7 separate regions of the Mus musculus genome follow, and all the other regions are linked to region 7. A link is a contact called in public promoter capture Hi-C data. All regions are on one chromosome and are shown on one strand. The core of a region is the stretch at or near the end of the contact, and the rest is flanking DNA. Distances in the headings are between cores, read along the strand shown. Region 1 holds the start of Kpnb1 (karyopherin (importin) beta 1). Region 2 holds the start of Nt5c3b (5'-nucleotidase, cytosolic IIIB). Region 3 holds the start of Hap1 (huntingtin-associated protein 1). Region 4 holds the start of Ttc25 (tetratricopeptide repeat domain 25). Region 5 holds the start of Fkbp10 (FK506 binding protein 10). Region 6 holds the start of Acly (ATP citrate lyase). Region 7 holds the start of Casc3 (cancer susceptibility candidate 3).

Region 1 (2,700 bases), core at 60-2,559, 1.6 Mb before region 7:
GAGAGGAGAAACATTCTGGCAATAGGCTGCTTCAATAATCCCACATTTTCCTATACAAAAGTCAGTCACTTTTTCTTTTCTCAAATGTACTTCTTAAATCCGAAAGTATGAAAAACGGGGTTACATTTGTGATTTATCAGAGAATAGGCTCAATCTCAGAAATGAGCCTCAGCCTGAGATCCTTAAAGATGAGTTCTCTGAAAACCTAAGTCCAAACAGAACATTCGTGCACTTAGACCAGGAATGGGATAATAATGGGCAAGAAAAAGAAAAAAATTGTGGCAATGGGTCCAGAGGTGGTCGGGTGCCAGGCGTGGCCATGAGCACAGACCAAGGGAGCTGGGGAAGGGTAGGGCTCTGGGAAGTAGTTGCATACTGCCTCAAAACCAGGGGACAGGAAGGAGAGGCCGGCCGCAGCCAGTACAAGGCAGGCGGCAGGGCGCAGAGCTTCCACATGGCCCCTAGGCCCGGCTCCCCAACCCCCACCCTTGCTGAACACGCAGCGCCATGCAACCTAACTTCCCTTCCCTCCCTCTTTCTCCCTCCCGCAGCACCGCCGCCCTCAGGCCGCGTGGCGATTGGACGGCGATCACCCCGGCGCGCCTCGCTATTGGCCAGACGCGGGGCTCGGGGCGGGACACACCCACCGGCTTCCCGATGGCGGGGTTAGGTTGGGCCGGGCGGGGGGGTAGGGGGACGAGCTGGGGCGGGGTGGGTTCCTGAGGCCTGGGCCTCCAGGAGGGCGGGAAGGGCCGCACGCAGGGATGGGGACGCGGCGGGATGGGGCGCGGCGGGGCGGCACGCACCAGATTCTCCACGGCCGCACGCTCGAGGAACTTCTGCGCCGCTTCCAGCTCCAGCCGATCTGCCGGGAGAGATGGGGGGAGAGGCAGCGGGGTCAGAGGGGCCACCCCCTCCCCCACCCCGGTCACCTCGGCCCGACCCCCCGGCCCCGAGTCCTACCCGGAGACACGGTCTTCTCGAGGATGGTTATGAGCTCCATGGCGGAGGTGACGGCGGCGGGGACTCCTCGCAAGACGGCGGCCCGGCCTGTCGGGCGGCGGCTCCGACTGGGGATGGGGGTTGGGGGTCGGGTGGGAAGGGAGGGTGGGGTGGGGGGTGGGGGTCACCACAAGCCCATTCACCGGCTGCCTCTGGCCAGGCGCTCCGGCTCCCCTTCCTCCCCGCTCTCCTTCCTTCCTTCCGCCCTCCTAATGTGCTAGGCGGCAGCAGCTGCTCCTCTGGCGGCGGGGGAGGGACCCCGGGGGCAGCTCGGAGCGCGGCTGCTGCTCGGGCGGCGGAGGGAGAAAGGAAGGGCGGCAGTGAGTGAGTGAGAGGCGGATCGCAGGGAGGGAGAGAGATCGAGGGAGGGAGGCGGAGGGATATCCTTGCCGGACCTCTCCGCGGCGGCACCGCGCTGCCCAGCGATTGGCTACGGCCGGGGCCACGCGGAACCCCCGATTGGCCGGACGGCTAGCGTTGAAGGGCCGCCACGCGCCCATTGGCCTGCGGGCTTCAAGGTCCGGTTGGCTGGGCGGGCAGCGGGATGGGGCGTGCTTATTGGTCGAGGGGAGGGGCTCTGGGGTGGGGCAGGTAAGAGCGCGCCGCTGATTGGGCTGGCCCGGTAAAGGCCTTCGGGCTCAGCCCGGCTGTGCGCGGGGAGAAGGGTGGGCGGAAGGTAAAGGCTCCAGGCGCGTCGGATTGGCTGGGATCCTGGACGTTGATAGGACGGGGCGCCGGGAGAACTGAAGCGAGGAGTTCGGGGTCGCCGCCGCGCGGAAAGGCGGGAGGCGCCCAGGCTCTTAGGAGTCTGGCGCGGAGCACGACGGGACGCCTCCGGGGTGGGGCGGAGCTGCGCGCGAGTGGCTCGGACTGCGCGCTACGGAGAGCCGTCACTCGCCGCGGTGTACGGAAAGCGAGCCTTTCGCGGGCCTCGGAGGGGGCGGGGACGGGAACCGTTAAAGTCCTGCGCCGCGCCCACAGGAAGCTGCCTTCATGGTGAGGTCGGCTTGCTGCCGCGCTCTGTGCGGAACCGGACCATGAGAACCACGTGGTTCACCTTCCAACGTGCGGATTTGCAAACTGAAGCCCAGAGAGAGAGTGGAGCCTGTCCAAGGTCACACAGCCCATTCCAGACTCGAGCAGAGCTGGCTTCAGGCGCCCCTAATTGCCCTTGGAGACCCCGTCGGGGCCCTGGACTGTTAACAAAGTTTCGCGGAGGCGCGTCCTTAGACCACTTAGCAGTTCCCATAAAGCTTTGATGTCCAGACTTCGTTTACAAGATCTGTGTAGTATTATATAAAGAACGTGTGCATTGACGAGCTGTAGCGACACACCTGCCATCTCAGTATCCCGAAGCCTGAACTACAGTCTGAGATCTTGTTTCAAAAACAAAAAACAAATACAACAAACAAGATAAAAATACGTTGCATATAGTTGCTTAACATTCCCCTCCCCTCATTTGGATACCCAGCTGCAAGTCATGGGGGGATTAGGAGCATATGGGTCAAAATAGCATGTAAATTGTATTGTTTTTAAGGTGTAAAGAAATTGCCCTACACTAGCCACACTTTGGAAACTTGGGATTTAGTGTTCTCTGAAACACTTAAAGTCATAGCCTCGTGGGGTTTTTTAATTGTGTGTATTTTCTGCCTGTAATGTATGTTTCCAATGGCTTCATGTATAGATATGTTCTGAATA
Region 2 (2,700 bases), core at 153-2,652, 1.6 Mb after region 7:
AAGGTCTTCCTATCTATCCTTGTCTGGCTGAGACTTAATATGTAGAGCAGGTTGGCCTCGAACTCACAGAGATCTGCTGCCTCTGCCTTCTGAGTGCTGGGATTAAAGGTGTGCGCCACCAACACCCATGCAGCTTCCTTTTCCTTGCCTAAGTGACCTTGAACTCTTTCTGGAATCCAGGCAGCCTCTGAACTTGGGATCCTCCTGTCTCAGCCTCTGGGATTACAGGTCTCCCCACACTGTGTTTAAGGAACGGAGTTTCTTAAGATTTCAGTCCTGGACGCTGTGGTTCAACCCCAGAAGCATACCACAGCCATGTTTGAGCAAAGAAGGGAATGACCCACCTCTTTGCGACAATCCTCACTGATAATTTTGCTGTTATCCAGAATATCTGAAAAAAGAAAACACACACACACACAAGACTCCCTTTATTTGCTCCATAGCAGTTGTCATCTTGAGCCCTACAAGGAAAGCTAAAATGTGACTTACTGTGGGAAGAAGGGCATCGCTGTCCATTGTAAGCAAATCTGCTCAGGGTCATGTCAAAATCGGAAATCACCTAAGAGACAAAGGGCGGATGATGGTGGTTGACTAGGTTGACTGACTAGGTTGACTAGGTTGACTGACTAGGTTGACTAGGTTGACTAGGTACTGGTCTATCCTGGCCCTTGCCTCAGCCTGGGGTAGCGGAGGAAGTCTAACCAAGCTGCAGCAAAGCCTTTGCAAGGTTAGGGAGAGACAGAAGAAAGAAGGAAAAAAGTGACATCCTGTGTCAGGACACGAGTTAACCCTGAAGAAAACAAAGTCCCCCAAATGTGGGGGTGACTTTCTGTGGCATCTTTATACACTGGTTCTTTCTTAAGGTGCCTTCCGACCTTTGTGGATCTCCCTTATCTTCGACTGGGGGAGGGAGGGGGGCCTCCACCCACTTGCTTTCTAAAACCAAGCGGCAGGAAAAGGGTCACATCTGACTACTCTGAAAGTTGGCTACTGGGGGAGGTAGGCTCTTTCCCGAGGTGAACCAATCTGTTTGTCCATGACCACCCTAGGGCGCAGGCTCGCAGAGCGCGAACCCCAGTTGGCGGGAAGGCCGCAGGGCAGGCACCCTCCCGCCCTACCCCAAGCCCCGGTACCTGCAGGCGGTCTCCTCCGCCCCTGCGAAGGGCGCCCACAATTTCCTGCACCCGTCCGGGCTGCCGCATCAGGACCGTGGCCTTCATCAGGCTGCTTACCTGTCGTGAGACCCAAGAGACCCGCTGACCCGAGAGCCGCGATGGGCATCAGGACAGCTGGGTCTCTCCGCACCCGCGATCCCGCCACGCGGGACCGTCCCCGCCCGTGGCCTCACCTCCTCCGCCATCACGCCGCTGGCCTGGTGGGCGGCCCCGAAGACAGCGCCCGCCTTACAGCCACACTGCGCAGGCGTCGCCTCGCACTAGTCGCGTCGGTCTAGGAGCTGCAGGCCGTTTCCAGGCTGGCTCCGGATACTGGCAGGAGAAGCAAGAGTGGGGAGTGCGGGGGTGTGTGGGGGAAGATGGTCTACTGTGTGTGGGGGTGGGGGAACGTTGGGGGGCGAGGGGGGGGAGTACCAAGACGCTGGGGTCCTGTATGTGGGCTGGCTGTCATGAGGCTTTGGTGTGTATGGGCGCCTGTCACTCACTCTTTCTGGAACACAAATGCAATCTTTACTGGGGTTGGGGGTCACTGCTTAGTGAGAGAGTTCTTGCCTGCAGGTATGAGGCCCTGAATTTCATCCCCTGCATTGCAAAGAACAACCCACTAGGTATTCAAGTGCATTTTGGACAGGGGGTGTATCCAGGAGACACTTCCCTAACTGGCTCTTCATCAGCACCACAAGCAAAGTAAGGCAGTAAGGCATCTCAGGGGCTGGAAGACCCTGGCCAGCATGATATTTGATCAGCTCTGCTTCTGCCTCTGCACCCATGGGGAGCCCAGAGAGAGCTTTGGAAGGATGCTGCAGGGAGGTGGGGACCCAACCTGAAGATGCAACAAGCAGCAGACTCAGTAAAGGCTCAATTGTGTTGGTGGTCACAGTTCTGCCCTAGGTCTGAGGTCGAGGAAAGAGATGTGGGGTGGTCTACCTGTATGTTCTGGGGGGAGGGGGAGGAAAAGAAGGGGCAAGAAGGGGGTTCCAGAACCTGAGAGCACAATCCTGAGTGATCTCACTGCCCAGGATTCTGGAACTTGGGCTGCCTGATGGTCCCTATATGAAAGATGTAGTAGGGAAAAGGAGCGACAGCTGGCTAAAGGGGCCCCCCATAACCCTCCCCAACACCCCAGGAGAGCAGCCTCTCTCCCCTGGTCCCAAGGAGCCATGGAGATGGAGAGCACCGCTGCCTCCACCCGGTTCCACCAGCCTCACATGGAAAGAAAGATGAGTGCAATGACCTGTGAGATCTTCAACGAGCTCCGGCTTGAGGGCAAGCTCTGCGACGTGGTCATCAAAGTCAATGGCTTCGAGTTCAATGCCCACAAGAACATCCTCTGTAGCTGCAGCTCCTACTTTAGGTACACCGGAGGGGGGGGGGGAAGCTGAGCCGTGTCTCCCATCACTGAGGCTCTGTGTTTGTTTATAACTGGTTTGAGCTGTTCTCAAGTCTAAGCTTTGTAGGTTGACAGCATGCCATTGCAGCGTTAAAAAAAAAAGTTGGACAGACCTGATCCTACACTCTAGATAAG
Region 3 (2,700 bases), core at 144-2,643, 1.5 Mb after region 7:
GCTGCAGGAGGAAAGGCCCAAGTGGGTCAGGGAAAGGAGCCGAGGCTGCCCATAGACCACTACACCCCTCACAACAAAGATTGTGAGACTGCACTCCATCTGGCCCTAACACCCTCTCCACAGCTCCGGATCTCCCCACTCCTGCTTTCTCAGGAGGGGCCTGGATGCTGTAAAGGCAAAACCATCCTCTGGGCTCAGGAACTGGACTCTCAAGACCCCTGGGTCTCTGGGCCCCTCGAGATAAGAAGTCAGGGAAAATACTGGGCTCATCATGCCCACCCCCAATCGGCATCTTAGCCATCACTGGAGTCTCCTCGATCATAAAAACAAATGCAGTCACCCATCCTAAACCTGTTGCTTGTCACAGGAGGGCCAAGTAGACTTCTTCAGCACCCAGAAGCGGGCACCTGAGCCTAAAATTGCCCCCGCCCAGAAGAGGAGGGACAGAAGCCCAGTGCCCCGCCCACTCCTCCCTCTTCATTCCAGCTTCGGAAAAGTACGACCCAGACCCCCTGAGGACAAGTAGTGGTCAAAGGCTCCCCTACACACACACCTCTACCCACCCACGCAGGCTGGTTCCTGCGGGCTAGCGCAGGCTCAAAGCGCACCCGCAGCCCCCGCCCCTCTGCTGGCACTGCGGTAGACGGGGAGGGGGCACTGAGAGTGCGCAGATCTGCCACAGCAACAGGCGCGAAGAGGCGGGCGGAGAGCGCGAGAGAGCTCTGGACCTGACGCACCCACAATAATCGGGAAACCGGAAAAGGGGGGGGGGGAGATGGGGAAAGAGAAACCAAACCGGCACCGCAGACTGTGGTCTCGCGGGGGTGGTGGAAAGGTGGAACTAAGAGCCACAAGGGGGCGGGGCGCCTGAGTCGGTGCACCCCCTCCTACCTGGAGATGCCCAAATAGTGCCCAATGCGGGATCCCCGAGACTCAGTTTACCTTCCTGCAGCTCTCGAATAAACGCCGCACGCTCAGGGCCGGACACGCCGGGCCTCCGGCCGATGTACGCGGCTGGTGTCTTCCAGATTCCCTCGGCCTTTCCAGTGCCCAGGCCAGTGGCCCGGGGACCGTAAGGCCCCTGGAATACGTAGCGGGTCCATGGTGCGTCCGAATCACCAATGATCATGGACCGACAAAAGCTTCCTGTCTTGGTTCGGGATCCTGATTTTTGTCCGGACCCGGTTCCCTGCGCTGGAGCAGGTTTGGGCTCCGCCGAGGGCTCCGGAGCGGGACCAACTGCAGGCTGGGTCGTGGGGGTGCCTGCTGCTGGGTCCCCCGACCCTGTCCCGTCTCCCGCACCGCTCTGCACCTGCTCTTTCGGGCGCATCTTGACTCCGCAGTCCGCTGCCGCAGCCGGGGCTTTATAACCTGTGCTCGGAGCGGGCTCCACTGGGCTGTACCACGCGTGGCGCTAGGGGTGACCGTTGATCAGTTAGTGGTGCCGAGGACTCAGGATCCTGCAAGAAAGCAGCCAGTGGTGACGAGATAGGAAGTAAATAAAAGAAGAAGAAAGAAAGAGATGAACTAGTGCCTAGCTTATTCCGTGGGGTCGAGTCCACGGTGATGGATTTCTCTTCCCTTCCATCTTCTGAGAATGGTTCTGTCCAAAGCCGCCGCTTCCCTGGACTTGAGTAGAGGGACCCGTAGCTTCTGCCTAGAAACAACCCCCCCTTCAGCCCCCCGCGCGCGCTCCCGCCACCCCAGCTTCCAGGGGCTTTCTGTGTTGCCCTACCCAACATTGTGTACAGACCGAGGTGACCTGAGAATCGAGGCAGTACGCCTGTGCCTTCCCAGGTAGACTAAGCGAGAAATCCAAACTCCGGTATGGCTTTCAACGTGTTGCGTGTCATCCACAGGTCCCTCTCACTCTCGCGCTCGCCCCTGGACGTCTTCCATCTTAGTGCGTTCACTCGTTCTTTATTTCCAACCCTAATTCTCAAGCCCTACAGTCCAAGCAAGCACCTGTTCTGTTCTTCAAACATTCCAAAAAGAACATCTTCGGAGGGGATCCTGCTTAAATGTTTCGCTGTGACGACTCTTCAAGATCCCCGTGTACACACACACACACACACACACACACACACACACACACACACCAAAACATCCGTTATCCCAGGGTCTGAACTGATCGATGTCGGTCTCCACGACTTTACCCGTGCTCTTCAGCTCATGGACGGACGTATGCTCCCCAGAAAAATGGCTACTTTGGAAGCTGGCTCTCAGTCCTGAATGAACTGGTTTAAGGGGTGGGAGCTAGGGAGGGCAGTAGCCATTTCTGTGCTTTTAGACTGGGAGACAGGCTAAAGGGAGATGGATGACTCATGGACTCAAGTCTCAAAATCGTTCTTGATGTTCTCCATTCTCCACCATCCTCCAGTGGACAAGGCTATTGACTTTACGTTTTTTAAAATATTTATTTATTTATTTTTTATATCTGGTGTATGAAGGTGTCCATGTCAACATCAGTTGTTGTCCGTCCCTTGCCACCTTATTTTTTGAGACAAGGTTCCTCACTGAATCTGGAGTTCAGCACTTTGACTAGACTGTCTGGCCAGCGATTCCCCAAGACATCCACTTAACTCCACCCTACCCCTCAGCCCCGGGGTTTACAGACAGGTGCCACCATACCAGACCTTCATGTGGATGCTAGGGATCCAAACACAAGCCTTTATGTTTACACGCAGACCGAGACAGTTT
Region 4 (2,700 bases), core at 31-2,530, 1.7 Mb after region 7:
GGCAATCCTGCTTCAGTCTCTCAAGTGCTAGAATTACAGATGTTGTGCTCATTTGTGTTTATACATTTGCCAGTAAGGACATCTTTTTTAGAGACTGAAAACGGTTTGCTTTGCTCCTACTGTGTGCTGGATTCTGTTCCTAATACATGCCCATTAAGCTGGATCCTGTTTCTGTTTTTGTGTTTGAAACTCGCTGTGTAGCCAGGGCTGGCCTGGAACTTGTTATGGAGACCAGAAAGCCTGTATCTCACAACCAACCTCCTACCTCTGTCTCTGGAGTAAGAAAATTAAAGACCCAGGCCACCAAGCCTGGCTCAGCTGAATTCTGGAAAGACAGTTTAAGACAAGATTCTGGGCTGGAGAGATGGCTCAGGGATTAAGAGCACTGGTGCTCTTGCAGAAGACCCAGGTTTAACTCCTAGCACCCAAGTGGTGGCTCAAAATCATGTATAACTCCAAGACTGTTTTAAAAAACCAATATAGTTGAGGCAGTTAACTGAGCTAGCTATCTAAGATATTATGGGTACTTAGAGGTACTGCTGTGTCTGTGTGGTGTGTGTGTGTGTGTGTGTGTGTGTGAACATGTGTGTGCTTGTGCACATGTGAATGTAGATGCCAGGGGACACTTCAGGAATGCATGTCTTTCTGTCTCTCCAGGGCTGGCTAATACAAGATGGTGCCATCACACTGGGCTGTACCAGGGTTGGGGGAACTGAAACAGAGAGCTGCATGCTTAGCATGCGCTTTACCAACTGAGTTATCCCCACAGCCATTACTCCTGAATGGCTGCAGAATTATGTCAGGCTAGACCTTAGTTTAGACTTGCTATTAGCAAGTGTTCCATAACTATGTGACATTGAAAGCTAAACCCATCACACTTTCCATTGCATTCTCATGCAAATCCTCACGTCCCTGAGGGCTCTATTATTTTCCTGTTCATTTGGCAGGTAGAACGCGTACTTTTCAGTTCCCTAATGTGCTTGGTCAAGGATCACGCAGCTAAGAAGTGACAAGAGAGAAGGCTGCCCAAGCCCTCTGACTCCGGTTCCAAAATTCTCTCTCCTTCCTAATGGGACCTGGAGTGCTTAAGCCTTAATCCTACTTGGAATTTTGCCTCCAATTCTCATTTTCTTGGCTTGCTTTGTCTGCGAGGCTTTCCACGTGGCAACTGGAGGGGAGAAGCAACCTACAAGCAAACAGCGATCACTCTGGAGCGCCAGCGTCCTGCAGCCGCCGGCCACGCGCTCAGCACTTGTCTGACCGGTGTGCGCAGCGTGGCGACACAGGCGCATGAGCACGCTGGGCGGGCTCACCCGGAGGCCTAACACCGCCAGGGGAGGGGAGGGGAGGGACCGGAAGTTAGACTATCTCTCTAGGTTGCTAAGAGACCGGGCTGTCCCAAAACAAGCCGGCGATTCTCCAGCCTCTTTTCCTTTCTGAATCTGCTTCAGAATTTCCAAAAGTAGGGTGACCATGTCGGACGGTGATATCTTAAGAAGCACTTTTCCCTCTTACATGGCAGAGGGGGAGAGGCTTTATCTGTGCGGGGAGTTCACTAAGGCCATTCAAAGCTTTACCAACGTGAGTTGCGCTTTGATCCTATTACTGTGTTGCCTTCCTCTTTTCCCCTCCTCCCTTTCCCTCTCTTCCTCCTCCCCTTCTTCTTTCCCTTCCCCTTCCTTCTCCTCTCCCCTCTTCTTTTTTTCTCTTCTTTCCTCTCTCAACCTCCTCCCCGCCTCCGCTCCTCTTTTGAGATAGACACTTGTTCTGTAGACCAGGGTGGTCTCGAACTACCCCTACTTCCTGAGAGATGACTTCCAATGTGCACCCTCATTCCCAACTTATGATTTGAAAGGAAGGTGCCCTCCTTATGTCCTCTGGAGGCCAACTCCCTATCTTGCAGTTGGCCTCTGGAATGATGGAACCCCAGCTTGCTACCTGGACCCACCACCATTGTGTTGTTGATGAAAGATTTGTGTGTATGTATACCACATGCATGCCTGGTACTTTTGGAAGCCAGAAGAGGGAACTGGATCCCTTGGAACTGGAGTTACAGGCAGTTATGTAGCACCAAATGGGTGCTGGGATCCAGATCTGGGTCCTCTACAGGAATAGTAAGTGCTGTTAACCAATAAATCAACACGATACCACCCCCCACCACACACACACACACACTTCACCACTTAAAGAAAAATATTTGTATGTGATGGGTGTTTTGCCAGCATGCATGGACCACATGCATACTTCCCTCTTAGAGTGTGGAAATGGACTGAGGGGTGTGAGCTGCCATGTAGGTGCTGGGACTTGAACCTGGGTCCTCTGGAAGAGCAGGCAGTCAGTCAGTTAGTGTTCTTAGCTGCTAAAAAATCTCCAGTCCCACCCAATTACCATTTTTTTTTCATCACCAGCAGCCCTGAGGTCCATTTTGTGGATATCATACTCCTGGTTCCCATGATATGCCACTGTCACACATAAACCCTGACTTTTGCCATTTTCTCTTATAGTTTCTCACTAATGCCTGCCAGTTGGAGACATAATGTGACCAATCATTAAATGTTTCATGATTACCTTTCTCTTGATAAATTCAGTCTCCCATCCTTAGCCACAGATTGCCCAAGAAGCTAAATGTAGAAGTCTTTGGCACAGGCTTGCCTGTAAGAAAGTTGTCGGTGAAGTTAGGGCGTACTGTAGTAACCTTAT
Region 5 (2,700 bases), core at 76-2,575, 1.6 Mb after region 7:
GCCGTCCGGGCCGGACGCGGGCCGAGGCTGAGAGGTGGCGGGGCCACTACAGTTGGCGTGGCAGAAGGCCTCGCTGTCGCGCAGCAGCCGGTGCAGCCGCAGCGCCGCCTCCAGGTAGCGCGCGCTCTCGCGCCAGCTTTCGCCTTCGTATTGCTCCAGAGCGTGGCCGTAGGCCGTGGCCAGTGGCATCAGGTCCTCCGGAGGGAATCCTCGGAAGCTGTATTTCTCGTACTGGGCCCCGGCGCTGCCCAGCAGCAGCCACAGCAGCCCCCACGCCCCGCGAGCCATGCCCGCACCGCGCCCGGAGGCTTACGGAGCAGCCGGCGACCGTCGGGCTCCAGCCAGCTCGGGCTCCAGCCCAGCCCACCCCCAACCCCCGGAGCTCCTGCTGGGTCTTAGCGCCGGGCCCTAGGCTAGAGCCGGGAGGCTGGAATGCCTCTCTAGGACCGTCAGTTGACGCTCGAGTCCACTACGTGGGCTGGCCCTCGACCACTAGCAATGCTTACACCACCACTGGCCCTCCCTGGCAGACACGGGTGGGTGGGGCTACGTTTCACGCCCAGAAAGCCCCTCCCCACAGCAGTGTCGTCCCCCCCCCCCCCCTTAAGTGCCACCTCTGTCCTTTGCGTAGGCAAAGTGGACGAAGTCACATAATCTGGTCTTTTTCTCCTCGAGTCTCCTCTGCTCCCCCTAGGTGGCCCGGTAAACACCCGCGCTGACGTCGAGGCGTACACACCTCTTGTTACCCCGCACACCTAGCACTGACACCATCAGCCTCCCGCCGGAGCAAGATTCCTGTGTCTTCAGTGCAGCCAGGCTTTTGCAGGACAAAACAACCTTTCACCTAGAGAACATTCTCCCTAACCCCCCTTTCCTCTAACCTTTCGCGGGAGGAGAGTTGGGGCGGGTGTGTGTGTGTGTGTGTGTGTGTGTGTGTGTGTGTGTAGAACTGAAATAGCCCTCAGATTACAGCCTCACCTGCACCAGAAGGGGCCTAGATTTGGGGTGCCAGGGAAAGCTAGAGATTCCTCCAACAGGCTTTAGGACCCAGAGACTCTGGAAAAAACTTTTTCATTTTGGAAGTCCACTCCAACTTCTCATCTTTCCCGAACCTCCCTCTGGGCCAGGCCCCGGGTCTCAGTCCCGGATGGAGTTTTGGGGGAGGGAGACTCAGAGATCTTTGTGGCAAATTCCTTGGACTCCAGAGACTCTCAACCTGGCCCCCACCTCCTAGTTCACCATAAAACATCACCCTGCCCGGCCAGCTCATTCTCCCCAGCCCCCATTCCACGTGGACCCGCCAGGGCGGGGTGGGGAGAGAGGACAGGAAGGGGGGGAGTCAGCTCTGAGAGGAGGGGGAAGGAGGCTAGCGGCTGGCGTCCGCTCTCACTGCCGGCGTCCCTGGTCTGGGCACCATGTTCCTTGTGGGGTCCTCCAGCCACACCCTCCATCGGCTCCGCATACTGCCGTTGCTGTTGCTTCTACAGACCTTGGAGAGGGGACTGGGCCGTGCCAGCCCGGCCGGAGCCCCCTTGGAAGATGTGGTCATCGAGAGATACCACATCCCTCGGGCCTGTCCCCGAGAAGTGCAGATGGGGGATTTTGTGCGTTACCACTACAATGGCACTTTCGAAGACGGGAAAAAGTTTGACTCCAGGTAAGAGCTTGGGCACTCCCGGACTCAGCACCACTTTCCTGAGCTTCCAGAGAATGTTGCCCCTTCTAAGGTTTGCATTCCTGTAGTGCTTTCATAATCCTTTGCCACAAACAGCATCCTGGGGAGAGCACCTCAAAGGATGCCTCCTATCTTCAATACCAAATTTTCAATTCCTAAAATATTCCCGCCCCCGCCCACGACCCCCTCCTAGCCCCCTGGAATATTTGATGCTCAGGTGAAGCGCCACATATACTTACCATAACTTAAACACAAATGGTACCCTGGCACGCAATCTTAGAGGGCAAAGAGACTGTGCCTACTACACGTAAACCCTGAAGTGAGTGGATGGATGGTCTGCCTGGTGCCGCCTCCCTTTGCACACACTCTGGCTCCCTGTCTATTTCTCTCTCCAGTTTTCTATGCCTTTGTGGTTGGAGACTGGAGAAATAACATTTCCTTGAGGGTGTAGGGCCCTAGAGCAGCTAGGGAGGGTCTTAAGCAGAGTGGGCATTATAATTTGGGGGTAGACCATAGCTGGTGCCGTGACCAAACTGTCCACGTGTCACAAAGTCTGACATGCCATCCTGGGGACTCTTAGTGCCTCCTTCTCCAAGCCTCTGGGAACTCAGTTCCTCCATCTTAGCTTTAGCAGCCAACACCACGCTCCAATGCCAGCCTTGGCTTGACGGGACCAGCATCTTCCATTCTGATCCAGGACCTTGGTCGGCCAGACAGATACCCGTTGGTTTTGGGGGGCAGATCAGAGCTGTGTGGCAGCCTCTTTCCAGGCTACAAGGTATACTTCAGGCCCTATCACACTTGAAACTCTACACCACAAAGACAAGTTGCCTTTCGGTCTCCTCTCTGAAATAGACAGTTCAGCCCACAGGCAATTAGTGGTCATGACTCTGGAGGGAGATTTTTTGGTACAGTGGATAAGAATGCCATCTCCATATTTGTAAGGCCCTGGGTTTAAATTCGGGCTGTGACAGAGGAGGAGTCTTAACTTCCCTTGTCTGAAACATGGGATGGGAACACTACCT
Region 6 (2,700 bases), core at 61-2,560, 1.7 Mb after region 7:
ACGGACAGAACTCTTCCGAGTATTCCCTGCTACAGCAGACAGTGTCTAAATAGAGATTAAAAACAGCAGCTACTCTGTCTTCAAGGCCTCCTTTTACTGCCCCCCCCCCCCGCAGAGGGGAGCGTTTAAGCAGCTTTCTAAGAGGTGGAAATGATCTTTCCAGGACAGTTATCTCTCGATAGTAAAGAAACCCGACATGCTGAGCAAAGTTAAAGCGGGGACAGACAGGGTTGGCTGGCAGACTAAAGTGCCTTATGCTGTCCTTTCCAAAATTATGTCAGGAGGGATCCCTCATAGCAGAATTTCAAGACTGAAGAAAGCAGCAAGCTTTGGGGACCAGACCTCTGCCAGGCCTGACAGGAGGTAGAGGTAGGTAGCATCCTTTGCACACACGCGCGCCCGCGCACATACACACACCCTAGGTGCTTGTCTCATCCAGACTCCTGAGCACTCCGACCATCTGTTGTTTGGGGGCTACACCAGTAGGGAGCTCCTTAGCAGGGAGAGCCCATCCAGCGCCGTCGCTCCGGAGCCAAGTCCTCGCAGCAAGGCCTCAGGCACTCTGAAGCAGCACGACCCCGCGTGGCCAGGGCCCGCTCCCTACACTTCGACATAGAGCTTAAGGGATTCACCACAGAACTAACAGGACAGGCCTGCTTGAGTCCGGCTTGCGAGCGGCCGGCGTGGAGAGAGTAGCCACCGCCATCTCTACTACCCGCCCCGGCATCCGGTGGGGAACCCGAATGGGGCCCAAAAAAGTGTCCCAAAAAAAGCCCGACTAGACTCGAGAGCTGGCCCTGGGTGGAGCTGAGAAGAAGCAGGACGCGCAAAGGCAATCCGGAGGAGGGAGAAGTAAGGTCGGTGGCAAGCAATGTGCAAACTCCCAGGAACTAGAATAGGATTGGGAGGGTGTAGACATGCGGCCCGCGGCTGGGGAGAAGACTACTATAAAGCTTAGACCCGCACAAAACTTCCGAGCAGGTGCAGGGAGCGCGCGGGAGCGCCCAGCCAGGGAGCCCGGAGGTGGTTCCGGGTTGGGGGAGGGAAGCAGGAAGCTTAGTGGGTACTGGGGGGTCGCACCCGCGCCTACGACTGCCGTACTCACCTCTTCGAGAAAGCCTGAGTGTGGCTCTCTGTCCGTAAGCACCAGCTCACCCCAACTCTTCGGATCGCTCCAGCCGCCTGCAGCAGCCGGGGATCCGGCTTTTGTTCCGGCCCAAGTGGGCTCCTCCCCGCCCCCCATCAGCTCACAGGCTAAGCAGCCCGGCGATTGGGCACACGCGTTCCCTAGCCTGAGCTCTAGGCTCCTCCCCATTCGCTGCTGTGGTGGCCCCGCCCTCAGGCCTGACCTGGGGCTGATGGGACTTGTAGTCCCGGACGTGGGCGGGGCCGTGGGCGGGGCCTAGGATGGGGAGATGGGCCGGGCGGCTCTAGGAGGAGAACCTACGAGGCTGGGGGCTGTGGCCTGATCGTTTCAGGGGCTGGGCCGGCCAGCCGCCGGGTTGGGTAGCTGAGGGAGGGGGTTGTTGGCCCAAAAGGCTATAGCACTTCTCCCTGGACCTGGCGTCCTCTTCCTCCCTCCCAGGAGAGCAACTGACGTTCTTATCCCAGGCTCTTGTAAGCCGCCACACCAAACCCAGTGCGTTAGACCTGCTTTTGAAAAGCTACGTCTGCTTTCCTTTCACACGTGTCGCCTCTCCGCTCCTGGAACCCTCCCCAGGGAATTTACCAGAGCCAGTCTACACGACCACGCTACACAATCAGACTGTCCGACCTAGGACATAGATTGGAGGAAGGGGTAAACTAGTGAGGCCAGAAGGACGCCAGTCCCAACGCGAGTCCTCTTACAGGCTCACCTGAGCGCGGATCTGGGCGGAGCTGATCATTTATCTGAGATTAAAACTTAGGACTGGGGCCATCCCTGCCCAACCTCTTGCTCCCTCCCCCAACCTCAAACTAAGACACCGAAAGCAATGAACAACCTCCTCTTTTCTGTTACTTGCGAAAGATAGAACATATTTTCCAAACCCAAAACTGGAGCGCCCAGTCTAACAGGTACCCGAGAACTTCTGGGGCAGAATAGATAAATCATAAGGTCCTGGAAATCAGGAATTCACTGCTTCCCTGGAGTGGAAGCCTCTCTTGCTTGTCCCCTAGTCCCAGTATGTCTTCCCAGATGGACCCAGAAACTAACAATTTTCCAGCTCTAGGAAGGAGGCCAGAATCATCCTTTAATCAGCTCAGGTGATGCGTCAGCCCAGGGTGCAGAGAATCTGCATGGCTGTGCCCCTGGCAAAAAACCCTGGGTCAAAAGCTCCCTGCAACAATGTTGCAACACTCTCCTGGGCAAACACTTTCCCAAGGCCCCCCACTCCCAGGCCCTTTTCGGCCAGTCTTTGGATGGCTGAACTTGTAACACCCATTCTTGACCAGCGTGTGCTCCTTTTTTTGTTTGTTTGGGTTTTTTTTTTGTTGTTGTTGTTTTGTTTTTTACGAGACAGGGTTTCTCTGTGTAGCCCTGGCTGTCCTGGAACTCATTTTGTAGACCAGGCTGGCCTCGAACTCAGAAATCCGCCTGCCTCTGCCTCCTGATTAAAGGCGTGCCACCACTCCTGGCTAGCGTGTGCTCCTTGATGACGTCTTTTTTTTTTTTTTTTCTTGGTCCCTTCCCTAATACTCATTCTTTAGAAATAACAGTTT
Region 7 (2,700 bases), core at 197-2,696:
CAACTGTTTCTCAGGAGGACTGCTATCCCAAGCACCCACACAGCCAGGAGAGCCCCAGGTTCAAGATCAGCCTAGCTTCCATGAGACCCTGTCTCAAAAAACAAAAGAAAGTAGGATCCAGAGCAGGATTACAGGTATTGTCCCCTCATAGCCTGCATCTGGGGAGGCTGAAGCTGGTGGGTCCCGAGTGATGAAAAGGCTAGCTTGAGGTCATAGATTTTCTTAAAAAAAAAAAAAAAAAAGAAAAAAGAAAAAAAACATCCCAAGCTGGATTCCGACCAAACAACTAAAGGACAAAGTGGCATGCTATCCTTGTCCTTATTTAGACACTCAACTTGGCAGTCTTGCTGCACCATTTTAGATTGTGATGGATAAGATTCTTATGCCTTTCACACTTATTAAATCATGCATCCTCCATTTTGAGTTCAGGCAGTTGTTTCTGGAGCTGAACTCCATGATACATTTGGCCACCTGTCACCAGTTGAATCAGTCCCTGCAGACAGTCATGATTCCTTGGAGTCTCATACTGTTTATAGATCTGGTAAGCAGTGGGGACCTTTAGCTATTTATGAAAACAGCTCAGAGTCCTCTTAACTCATCTATTTGATGTATATTAACAATATGCAGTAATAAATTAGCTTACAAACTATATGTTGCTGCAAGGTAGTTGTGCTGAGTTTTCTTTCACTGCTGATAAATGCATACCCAAAGCATTCTCTGTAGAGTAACAATGCACCAGGATTTGAAACTAATACCTCGAGACATTGAAGGGGCAGAGAGGGTCCAAAACTAGCCTCTTAACTAGTCAAGGGTGATCCAGCTCTGATGTTTTAAAAGCATAGTAAGACTAGTGTCCTTCCAACCTTCAGTTCTCAAAATGAGATAACTAGGTTAGGAAGACACATGGAGAAAGGAGATTTTGAATACACCCAGGAAACACCGCAATACTAAGTTCTGTCCCCACTGCAGTTTCTCCTTTCCCCTAAATTTAGACTGAGGTGAAGAGCTGGCAACTGACGCAGGACTAAAGGCTTTTTCACCTGGACTCGTGATTTTTAACCATGCGAAGGAATACAGTAAAATGTTCTGTATAGAATTCAGGGGAAAGCGAGCAATGGAAAACGAAAATCATGCAATTGCTCCAACGTCGCACTGGAGCTAGAAGAGCTCGAAACCCTCCCCAAGGAAAGTCCAAGATGGCCGAGCTAAGAACCCGAAGAGGATGCAATAGCCCCGCTCCCAGGCGCCCTCCGCCCGCCGGGGCTAGGGGTGTGGGGGTGTGGGGAAATAAAGCGCTAGGCCACGCCTCCTTACATCACCGACAGACGTCATCTCGCTCTCCAGAAAACGTGCCGCAGGGTGCAGGCCCCGCCCCGCGGAAAGAAGGGCGGCCCTCCCTGGACGTGAAGCACGCTGGGACTCCGGAGTCTCGAGCTTCCCGGCAGCCTCCGCGGCGGGCGTGGTGCGTAAGGAGCTGACCAGCGGTGGCCGTTCTCCGTAAGATGGCGGACCGGCGGCGGCAGCGCGCTTCCCAGGACACGGAGGACGAGGAATCCGGGGCTTCGGGTTCCGACAGCGGCTCTCCGGCGCGGGGCGGCGGCAGCTGCAGCGGGAGCGTCGGAGGCGGCGGCAGTGGCTCGCTGCCTTCTCAGCGCGGCGGCCGCGGCGGGGGCCTTCACCTGCGGCGGGTGGAGAGCGGGGGCGCCAAGAGCGCCGAGGAGTCTGAGTGTGTGAGTGAGCGGCGGGCGGTCCAGGGCGGCGACCCGGCAGGGGGCGGGCTGGAGATGCTGTGAGATGCCGGGCCTCCTCTTAGAGGGAAAGAAAGGTTGTCCCGCTGCGAATCTGCATCCACCCAGAGCCCCGGGGAAGGAGGACTGGGTGGTTTCTGAGCTCAGGGCGTGCAATGTTTACACGGAAACTGGGGCTGGGATGTAGAGAACCGCCATTCTCGATGTGACTTCTGAAGATTTATCTTGCCCCATATTCCTACCCAACCATCTGTGTTGATTCTTCAGTCGTCCCTCACGGTTATCTGCGGGTGGGCTCCCCGCGTCTGGAAATCACCAACTCTAACCTGTGTGATCTTCTTCCTCCCAGGAGAGTGAAGATGGCATGGAAGGAGATGGTGAGTAATTTTACTTTATCTTGAATTCTTGTGGATGTAAATTAAGGCCATGTATATCTTACACTGGGTCTTTCTCGGTTTGTTAGGGGTTTTTGGAGAGCGTTCCCCGGGAGTGGCGTTTGTGTCATGGTGATGATGAGCATGCTTGTTTGGTTTGGTTCCTTTTTGGAAGGTGACAGATTGAGTGCACTGTGGTGACTTAGAATAACACCTGACAACAGCATAGTTTTTCGTCAGTGTGGTCCCAAAGTTCTCCATCTGTCAACAGAAACTATAATTTTATCTGCCCCAGAAAGTTGCTGCGTCCACAAATTAAGTGAGGATGTTTGCCTGGCCCAAAACGAACTGTCAGAAATGTAGTAACAAACGTTTATGTTATTACATATCACATAATTTGTCTTTTCCTTTCAGCTGTTCTTTCCGATTATGAAAGTGCAGAAGATTCAGAAGTGAGTGTGATAGATTCTTTTTCCTTATGGCGTAAGTCAGAAAATGTCTCTTTAAAAAAACCTCTAGCTGTGTGGTACAAAAATTCCCTGACTTGCTTCTCTTATACATTCTTCTCGTGTGCTTTT

The links. Promoter capture Hi-C pulls out the DNA fragments that hold promoters and counts their contacts.
Region 1: a contact with region 7 is called in a promoter capture Hi-C map of liver, with 2.9 times the contacts expected there. The contact joins the promoter of Kpnb1 here to the promoter of Casc3 in region 7. A contact is called at or near these places in 3 of 39 promoter capture datasets (liver, pre-B cells and second pharyngeal arch cranial neural crest), 1 of 484 Hi-C or Micro-C datasets (B cells) and 1 of 115 datasets of contacts at active chromatin or transcription factors (astrocytes).
Region 2: a promoter capture Hi-C map of liver shows a contact between it and region 7, with 4 times the contacts expected there. The contact joins the promoter of Nt5c3b here to the promoter of Casc3 in region 7. A contact is called at or near these places in 3 of 39 promoter capture datasets (cranial neural crest, frontonasal cranial neural crest and liver).
Region 3: a contact with region 7 is called in a promoter capture Hi-C map of liver, with 6 times the contacts expected there. The contact joins the promoter of Hap1 here to the promoter of Casc3 in region 7. A contact is called at or near these places in 5 of 39 promoter capture datasets (cranial neural crest, embryonic stem cells, liver and 1 more).
Region 4: a contact with region 7 is called in a promoter capture Hi-C map of the C10 cell line, with 7 times the contacts expected there. The contact joins the promoter of Ttc25 here to the promoter of Casc3 in region 7. A contact is called at or near these places in 4 of 39 promoter capture datasets (the 3T3-L1 cell line, the C10 cell line, cranial neural crest and 1 more).
Region 5: a promoter capture Hi-C map of cranial neural crest shows a contact between it and region 7. The contact joins the promoter of Fkbp10 here to the promoter of Casc3 in region 7.
Region 6: a contact with region 7 is called in a promoter capture Hi-C map of second pharyngeal arch cranial neural crest, with 6 times the contacts expected there. The contact joins the promoter of Acly here to the promoter of Casc3 in region 7. A contact is called at or near these places in 9 of 39 promoter capture datasets (cranial neural crest, embryonic stem cells, hippocampal neurons and 4 more) and 2 of 115 datasets of contacts at active chromatin or transcription factors (astrocytes and embryonic midbrain).

Annotation. Positions count from the first base shown.
Region 1 is chr11:97,186,583-97,189,282 of GRCm38.p6, forward strand. Kpnb1 (karyopherin (importin) beta 1) reads right to left here and starts at 1,310. Exons shown (of 22, transcript NM_008379.3): 1 at 964-1,310; 2 at 807-865. The coding sequence starts at 1,003.
Region 2 is chr11:100,439,696-100,442,395 of GRCm38.p6, forward strand. Nt5c3b (5'-nucleotidase, cytosolic IIIB) reads right to left here and starts at 1,403. Exons shown (of 9, transcript NM_001102650.2): 1 at 1,349-1,403; 2 at 1,134-1,232; 3 at 490-559; 4 at 345-391. The coding sequence starts at 1,360. Klhl10 (kelch-like 10) reads left to right here and starts at 2,229. Exons shown (of 5, transcript NM_025727.3): 1 at 2,229-2,529. The coding sequence starts at 2,336.
Region 3 is chr11:100,354,748-100,357,447 of GRCm38.p6, forward strand. Hap1 (huntingtin-associated protein 1) reads right to left here and starts at 1,394. Exons shown (of 13, transcript NM_177981.2): 1 at 943-1,394; 2 at 1. The coding sequence starts at 1,330.
Region 4 is chr11:100,544,328-100,547,027 of GRCm38.p6, forward strand. Ttc25 (tetratricopeptide repeat domain 25) reads left to right here and starts at 1,281. Exons shown (of 12, transcript NM_028918.3): 1 at 1,281-1,581. The coding sequence starts at 1,474.
Region 5 is chr11:100,414,369-100,417,068 of GRCm38.p6, forward strand. Fkbp10 (FK506 binding protein 10) reads left to right here and starts at 1,326. Exons shown (of 10, transcript NM_010221.2): 1 at 1,326-1,657. The coding sequence starts at 1,416. It overlaps P3h4 (prolyl 3-hydroxylase family member 4 (non-enzymatic)), which reads right to left and starts at 348. Exons shown (of 8, transcript NM_176830.3): 1 at 1-348. The coding sequence starts at 288.
Region 6 is chr11:100,526,690-100,529,389 of GRCm38.p6, forward strand. Acly (ATP citrate lyase) reads right to left here and starts at 1,311. Exons shown (of 28, transcript NM_134037.3): 1 at 1,106-1,311.
Region 7 is chr11:98,808,362-98,811,061 of GRCm38.p6, forward strand. It overlaps Casc3 (cancer susceptibility candidate 3), which reads left to right and starts at 1,447. Exons shown (of 14, transcript NM_138660.2): 1 at 1,447-1,730; 2 at 2,098-2,125; 3 at 2,537-2,574. The coding sequence starts at 1,503. Gm12359 (predicted gene 12359) reads right to left here and starts at 1,728. Exons shown (of 3, transcript NR_033551.1): 1 at 1,315-1,728.